Regions from separate parts of the Zea mays genome. Here region 1 is linked to region 2. Evidence: chromatin contacts called from public Hi-C data. All regions are on one chromosome and are shown on one strand. Each heading gives the region's core, a stretch centred on a gene start, on an enhancer-like site or on the middle of the called end of the contact. The rest is flanking DNA. Distances are from core to core; before and after follow the strand shown.

The links. A called contact is a pair of places that touch in the nucleus more often than the background predicts.
Region 1: a Hi-C map of bundle sheath shows a contact between it and region 2, with 2.6 times the contacts expected there. The contact joins the promoter of LOC100384071 here to the promoter of LOC100384227 in region 2. A contact is called at or near these places in 6 of 25 Hi-C or Micro-C datasets (bundle sheath, ear, endosperm and 2 more).

Annotation. Positions count from the first base shown.
Region 1 is chr1:307,021,670-307,025,944 of Zm-B73-REFERENCE-NAM-5.0, forward strand. LOC100384071 reads right to left here and starts at 2,802. Exons shown (of 6, transcript NM_001176671.2): 1 at 2,458-2,802; 2 at 1,881-2,346; 3 at 1,566-1,782; 4 at 1,381-1,471. The coding sequence starts at 2,679. It overlaps LOC100194127, which reads right to left. Exons shown (of 11, transcript NM_001350298.1): 9 at 3,925-4,197; 10 at 3,726-3,833; 11 at 3,119-3,644. The coding sequence ends at 3,372.
Region 2 is chr1:306,786,661-306,791,192 of Zm-B73-REFERENCE-NAM-5.0, forward strand. It overlaps LOC100384227 (Protein EXPORTIN 1A), which reads right to left and starts at 2,126. Exons shown (of 32, transcript NM_001362287.1): 1 at 1,790-2,126; 2 at 1,237-1,353; 3 at 533-625; 4 at 351-422; 5 at 77-184. The coding sequence starts at 1,885.

The DNA.
Region 1 (4,275 bases), core at 1,552-4,051, 240 kb after region 2:
ACAATGATCAGCATAGTTAGCACACTCCTCAAACATACTCATGATGAAACATATCATGTTTTAAGTAGCGCCCTAGCTTTCCTTCAGCGCCTTGTACAGAAGGTTCGACTAGTGGCAAGGTGGGGATGTGGCTGTACGTAAGGTGCATAGACACAACATTGAACAGAACCAGAGGAGGCAAGATAGAGCAGAAAGGTGATGGATCATAGCATGAACCCACAGACAACAACCAACAGGATGCCTAGACATCATTGTGACAACTATACCACATAAATCATCAATAAAAATATGTGGTAGCACTGTAATACCCAAATAGCGCATTTATACAGGAATGCAAGTAGCAAAGAACCTTCCATGAACTGTCAAATGTATTAATTTAAAACAATAGATCTGTCCCTTCTGTACAGGGATTAACAAAGACAAGTGCTTAATCAAACTAACACATGAATTCAGCACAGGCATTCTAATCAGATTTTGATTTCTTTAGTATTTTAAGAGGGGGTTCTAGGGTCTATGGATGGATATATTTCAGATCACTTGCTCACTGGTTTAGAAACCAAATGCAGTCACTTCCCTTCAAGTAAATCATAAACCATCCAGATCACACAAGATCAGCTTCCACTGATTATTTTTCCCATGAACAAGGCCCGATAATAACAACTACTGTTATGCAGAAAGTATATTTGGATATTAAATAAAGGAGTTCAAGCCAATATAATATGGACCATAGCACATCTTTTCAAGTTAAATCTAAACCATCCAGATCACATATAGCGAAGAGCACATGGAAGCTTAAGATGTCAACAATCAACACCAAAAAGATCACTTTCCACTGGCCATCTGCTCGTTAATGCATAAACATGTTCTTACAATAAAACTAGTATTGTGCCGCAAAAGGTAGATCTGGAATAGAGTAGGAAAGAATTTCAGATATATCAGTCCAACCACAATAATATAAAAAACTAGATAGGTTGGTATCAACAGTTTTAATAACGCTTACGCATAAATAAGGTCATTGCTATTTCAAAATTGAAACACATGAAACGATGATTCACAACATGTGGTGCACATGAGCATGTACTTGTTACAATAAAAACAACGAAGTTGCAGCCTACAGTGACAAACCATTGCATTCAACAGGAAACTGTTATCATTTTTGGGTTAAAAATGAACAATTACTGTTACATATATGGGAGATGCAGCAAGTATGAACTCACTAAAACTGCTCGATCAAACAATGCAAGAGTATATGTAAACATGTTTTACTATAGTAGATAGGGAAGGCCAAAAGGCATAACAAGTGCTAACAATGAACCAGCAACTGAAAAGTTCAATGTTCGACATTACAGCAAGTGGTAAGGGTTAAGTAGTTACGGTCACCTTTTTGAAGCCAGCTATAAGAGATAAATCAACCCAGCCCTGACCATCCATCTGCTGCCTCAGGTACACATCTGAGCATAGGTTCTCCTTGCTGTAGATCAAAGATGATGATGATGATCAACAGAAACACAGCCGTGACCAATTGAAGAATTCAGCAGAGAGTAGTAGTAGATCAATGTGGCGACCTGAAGTAGAACTCTATCTGCTTGAGCAGCTTGACACGTTCCTCTTCCGCATCAGGCTCAGGATCAGGCTGAGGTTCAGGTTCAGGCTGGGCTTGAAAGTATGGATAAGCAGGTGGGCCAACCATAGGAGGCGCAAGAGGCAGTCCCCTAAGAGCCTCTGGTGGTGGTGGCCCATAAAAGTATATGGGGGATACAGGAGACATGGGAGATGGCATGTCTGGAGAGATTTGAAAATAAAACAATCAATGGGTGACAAGATATCAATGCAGTAACCTGGACTAAATTTTGTGCAGCAGAGCTACAATAAAGCTTTACCATGGAACATCATTGGTCCAGCATACGGGCGCATGGACGAAACTGGTGGCGGTGGAGGGCCCATGAACGGTGGTGCGACAGTCATGGGCGGTGGCGGCGGCGCACCTCTCATGTAGTGGCCCATGCCCATCGGTGGTGGAGGGCCACGATAGAATGGTGGCTCGTATGCCCCTCTTCGCCTAGCACCAAAGCCTCCGCCGCTGCCGCCACCGGCACCAGAACCGTGATGAGAAGGCCCAGTGGCAGAGGCAGGTGCGCCATTGCCCCTCCTGCCACCTCCGTTATTATGGTTCCTCTGGGCACCCCTGCCCCCGCCACCGCCGGCAGCATGGTCCCAACCAGCGGCAACGTTCCGGTCAGGATGGTCTCGTGGAGAGTGGTCGCCACCACCGCCAATGCGCCTGGCGGACTTGTGGCGGCCGTGATGGGCGCCGTGCTTTTGCGAACTGGAGGAGTTGGCAACGGCCTAGAGATGGAAATCGAATCGAATAGAATGGGGGCATCCATAACATGATCGAGTATATGATCGAATAATTAAGTGTATCCGTAATAGTAACAAGAGTAGAAGAGATCTGACCGATGGTGCGGCTACGGGCGCAGGTGATGGAGCCGAGGAGTCCGGGAGCTTGTTGCCCTTGGCGGCGTCGGAGAGCGCGGGCCAGTTGTTGGCGTCCATGACGGCGGTGTCGTTGGGGGCGGGGTGCTTCCAGGCGGAGCGCTTGGCCGGGGAGGCGGAGGGAGAAGGAGACGGAGACGGGGAGTGGGGATCAGACGAGGAGGAGGCGGCGGGCGGCTCCATAGCTGGCTAGGGTTTGGCTCCTAGGATAGGATGGATCGCTGCTCCTGCTCCTGCTCCGTTGGGCGGCGGCGATCCGAGCCGAGGGACGCGGGATGCCGTTACCGGATGGGAATGGGAATGGGAATGGGATGCGGCGGCGCCTCTCTATTCCTAGTACCACTTCCTAGTGACGAGACGAGACGATTCCTGCGCTGCCTACTGGACCATCCCAGCCCAGCCCACTCAGGTAACGGGCCCAAGCAGGTGACCGTGAAGGGCGTCCTCCTCAGCGACAAGAAGCAAGACCACCCCAAGGTCTCCAGCAACTACTTGCTCATCATATCTTCTATCCAATCTCCTATTTCAAACTTCAGATCGACCACATGCACCAGCGGTCTAAAGATAGATAGATAAATAGATGTATGTCATTAGGAAACAATGATATTGTTTTGTGTTTGTTGCCAACCAATACGTGTATACATACATTTCTCATATGGACAGATCGACCACATGCACCAGCGGTCTAAAGATAGATAGATAAATAGATGTATGTCATTAGGAAACAATGATATTGTTTTGTGTTTGTTGCCAACCAATACGTGTATACATACATTTCTCATATGGACAGGGCATACAAACCAAACCAAACCAAACCAAAGAACTCACTAAACACCTACGACACTCACTCACTCGATTAGATAGAAGCTCAAAAATCACTTTGCACCAGTGGCAGCAGAATGCACACTTGACCACCATGACCTCCAGTTTCCAAGCCTCCTCGCGTTCTTCCTCACGTCTAGACGAAGCAGCAAGTAGAGAAGAATCCGATATCCGAGCGCCATCAGTAGCAGAACCAGGAGGTTCACCCACTTCGCGTTTGGGGAAGACGAAATGTCGTACGAGCCTCGAACGGCTTGGACACCAGGTATGGTCCTGATCTGTCCAACAGCAAACGATGTGCCCACGTACTCGTTCTCCACCAAGCCCTGTCAAGTTATATATATATGTGTGTGTAAGATGTAACTAACCAGCAGCTTGCATAATGCATAGTAAGTATGGTAGCTTACCTGCACAGCGTATGTGTGGAACGAGATGAAGGACAGCGGGTAGGTCCACACAGGATAAGGCAAGTTTTCTCGTATTCGGAGATACCCAGCCACAAGCATCATGATAACCTGAAACCATGATGCACTTGTATATTCAAAGCCAGCCAGACTCAATCTCTGCGTGCCCAAAGAACACAAAGGGAAAGAAAAACCTACGTACGTGTAGGAAAACGAGAGTTAAGGTGCACTTGTATGTCTCGAGCCAGATGTACGAGATAACCATCATAAGCGCTTCATTTGCCAGCAGGCATACAAAGATGGTGGTCACAAAGTACATCAGGGAGCTGAACTCGTTCCTCAGCCCTATCAGGAAGTAGAAAACCAGCGACGACAGGATGGAGACCAGGAATAGGAAAGGAATGCTTGATAGCAAGTTCCCTAACAGGAACACCATTGTCCCTGAATGCCGATTAGCTTCTTCGTGGGAATAAATCTGCATAGGACAAATAAGCAAAAGAAAAATAATAATAATAATCATCCTAGCATAGACAGCAAGTTTGATTTCATGAGA
Region 2 (4,532 bases), core at 876-3,375:
TCATAACCAATCCAGTATGTAAATTAAAGATGCCGACGAAAATGTCAAAATTGAAAATACATAGAAAATAACTTGCCTTCAATATAGCCATGCAATTTTCACATAGAGTTTCACTACTCTTTGCAGCTGCAACAAGATCAGGTATGAAGGATGACCATCTGGCAGGCCACTCATGTTTCAGTACCTATTACGTTGCAAGGAAGCACCATGAGAAATAAATAAATCAAGACACACAGCATCATATCAATGTTGGGAACAAGAACATCAAATTTTTCAGTGCAAGGTTAAAAATGATCTGGTAAACTAGCTGCCAAGGTGAAGAAAAAAGAAAAGCTAAATGCACAGCTTACCTGCACCAAAATAATATTGAGTTTATTGACATAAAGCCTCTCCTGCCGAAAGGTAACTTCATTGCTGGAAAGCTGTCAACAGTACAAAAAGGGCAGTAGCACAAAAACAATTAAATGGATCAGATTTTATTAATTGATAAGTGTAATCAAATGTTAATAAAATGACATATACTAATCCTTGCCTGCACAATAACATCAGATATGTAATTCTTTATGCCATCACGTTGATCGACGGGCAATGCATTCCACCTGTACTTGATAACACTTTCAAGTATCTGCATGAATGTTGGTACAAAATCATCGCATGCTAAATATTAAAACACTCGAACCGCACGTGCAGCAGTTAGCCCACTCAGAAACTATCTTCCATTTACATCATTGATATGATTTTTGCCTCACGTTCCTATGCTAGAGAAGTAGAGAGTAGAACCTTAGATTGAAAAAAAATAAAGTAGAACCTTAAAAGGCTCTGTATGCGACAATTGCTTAGCCTTATTTCATGGGGTACAGTTATAACTAATCTTGAAGATAAAGAAATTGCACCTTGTAGTGATAAACAGAGAAAGTTATCATGATACAGATAGCCTTGATTATGCAGTTCCATTTGCGGCTGGACATAGTTGCAAACTTGCAATCATATTATGGAAGTAATGGAAACAGGAGTTGACCTTGGTCAGCCATGCATTCTAAGGTAATTATGTGAGTCTGTAGATATGATATTGACTGTACAAGCAAGCCTTTTAAGTTCAAGACTGGGGTGAAAATTGCATGTAGTATTTTAAACCAATCAAACCAGGGCATAAACATAGCATCCATCCTCCCTTTTGAGCACAAGCTACCCCCCCCCCCCATGTATAACAACAGGCAGCAGAGTGGACAAACTTACTTGCAATGCAAAGAACTTGGTGTTGAGGTTCTGGGAATTCTGCAGAATGTGTACAACTTGTAGCCACATGTCTGGGTTGTTTTGTAGGTCACGTAGTATCTGATCAGCGGCGCTCCTCTGGAACGAAAGGCAGCAGATATAGTTATCTGTGTTCAATGCCAAAACCACGAGGCTAGAAAACAAATACACAAAAACTAGCAATGTTAGGCCTCTGGTGACGAGAAAGGACCAGTCAGCTCGGAGTGGGGGAAACCCCGACTATTCACGTTTGCTTTAACATTTAGTCATTCCGAAGGTCTAGATAGGGTAAGTGTGAACGGAGAAGGATAAGGCGGCGGCGGCGCCTCAGAGACGGACTAACATATGGCACGCCAAACCATATCGCCAACAGAAGAAAAAACCCTAAACACTAAAGTATCCTAGTTTAGCAAAACAGGTACCATTCGCATTTAGCAAGCCGAGCTCGGATAGACTCGAAGCTCGAGCAACCGAAGTAAACCCTAAAGTCGGTCGGGGGCAGGTAATCCGCGGATGGTCCGGTGGAAGAGATTACCTCCTCTTTAGATCCGGTGCCGTAGAAGGCAGCGACAGTAGCATCGAGGAGCGTCACGTCTACCGGCTGGCTTAGATCCCTGAGCTTCTCCGCCATGGCGGCAGCGGTTGGAGTGAGCAGGTGAAGGAAGCTTGTGGAGGCAGGGGATCGTGGGGAGCAGGGAAGGCACCGGAGGCGCGAGAAGGCGCAGCCCTAGAAGCAGCGAGCGCGGCGACGCTAGCGGCGGCGGCGGCGGGCCGGATTCTTACCGGAAGAGGGAGTCGGGGGAGAAGAAAGAAGGCGGATTTTAATTTTTGGTTTTGGGGGGTTTAAGAGAGAGAGGGGCAGAGCTGGGTTGGGACGCGGGGAGTTGCTGCAAAACTACGCCAACGTATGGTATCGGTATGGACGGTTGAGCGCCGAATGCACGCAGCTCCACCGTTACTTTAAATTTTACGTATAGGTCCCTGCTGCATCAAGATTGTATAAGACAGTGGGTGTTTGGTTAGACGGACTAAAGATTATTATCTAGTTTTTAGTCCCATTTAGTTCTTTTTTTTTCTAAACACTAGGACTAAAATATAGAGTAAAATAAATTGTCTTTAGTCCTTCACATATGTGTTAAAAGGGACTAAATCATATTAATTCCACATTTATCCCTCATTTAGTTCAATTGTACTAATAGTAGAAGAATGTTAAAAGACTATTTTAGTCTTATTATGAGTCATTTAGTATATTCTTACTATTTTTAGCCCTAGAACCAAACATGTTAGAGACTAAATTTTAGTCCTCTAACTAAACTTTAGTCCCTAGACTAAAGAAACCAAACATGGCCTAGCTCCCACAAGTAACTCTAAGGCTGTCTCAAGCAACGTCCTATATATCTATATCTATATCTATACTACACTTAAAGCACCAGTTTCAACGATCGTCATGCGTCATTTTTTTACAAATAACCTCTCACAACTATTTCAAATTAATCTGTGGCACACACGAGCTACATGCACGCGGGCCACAACTATGGTACAGGCACGTCATGCCGGCCTGCTAACTGTGTTAGCCCGTCGATCCATTTAATTAAATCAGCGTAACGATGCCCGACACGGGCTAGATGCACGTGGGCCACAACTATGGCACAGGCACGTCATGTCAGTCTGCTAACTGTGTCGGTACAGCCCGTTAGCTCGTCAATCCATTTAATTAAATCAGCGTAGAATGTTAAAAACGGTGCAAGAGGTGGGGTTCGAACTCATGCCCTGATGGAAGAAGGGCGGGAGACACTGTGTGAAACTGTCTAACCAGTAGAACATCACGCTAAGATGTTTTTAATATTGAATATAAATTGTATATAGGTATATATGTTTTTTTGTAAAATAAAAAATAATCGTCTCGAGTCGGGCCAGCACTACGGGTCGAGGCTACAGCCTAAGCACGGCACGACGTTCTTTGCTCTTGCAAGCATTAGGTCGTTTCTGAGACCACATTGACGCAATGGACTACATGGTGTTTGAGGTTGCTGAATTGGATGGAGCAGCAATGATTTGTCACACTAACAGCAAAATGAAATGTTATTTATTGGTTTTAAACGTTAGTAATTGCTATGAAGTAGCGTAATTTATATGGAGCACATTCAGTTTTTATTTATGTCTGACTTTAGCAATCACTCTATATTTTGATCTATCTTTTTTATAAGTTTGACTTCATGAGACTTATTTTATAAACTTGATCTCACAAACTTTCTCTTATTTGGTTTCTGTATGATGGAATTATGTCATTTTATAATATCTGTTTATTCAGTCAATCATTATGAACTCTCTTCTAATCGCTCACTTCATTGGTCGTGTTGTACCAAGACATATTTGCATGGAGTAAACAATAACATCAGTTAGCCAACTCAAAAAATATATTATACAGAGAGCGGAGGCAATCAATAAAAAATCTTGAAATTTTTTTGATGTATAGTTTATGTGGGTATTGTTGTAAGTCGTCGCAACGCACGGGCAACCGACTAGTACATCATCTATATCTGTCATTTACAGTCTACTCTAAAAGATTTCATCATCTAAATCTCCTTCCTCTCCAACAACGTTCTCTAAATCATGTCATCTATACTCAAATACCTATATTGGAGACATTTTTGTTTTTATTTTTTATACATACGTATTTGTCATACTCTTAAATGTACTGTATATATTTTAGTTTTGCTAAATCGGTTATTTAAAGTATTCAAATGGATAGAGTATCGTTTAGAAAAACTATATATATATATATAATCCAGCAGCGTCCTCTGAATTTATAGGACCGTTTAGAGGACGCTGCTGCAGAGCGTAGAGGACCGTTTGATCTTCTATATTTAGGGTAGAGGACCCTTTAGTGGCTCTTGCTGGAGCCAGTCTAAAGGGTCATATACCCTAAATTTAGAGGATAAAGTCGTCCTCTACTCGCTCTAGCAGCGTCATCTAAACAGTGCTCTAAATTTAGATGAAGTTGTTGGATCCTCTATATATAGAGTTTCTTTAAATGATTCTATATCCATTTGAATAATTTAAATAGTCGGTTTAGCAAAACTAAAATATGTATAATACATTTGAAAGTATGACAAATATGTATGTACAAAAATTAAAAATTAAAAATGTCTCTAATATACGTATTTATGTATAAAGGACGTGATTTAGAGAACGTTTGTCGGTGTTTCGACCCCGGGGGGTCCCTGGACCGACGAGTAAATTGTCGCTGCGTGTCCCAGCCCAGATGGGTCGGCGCG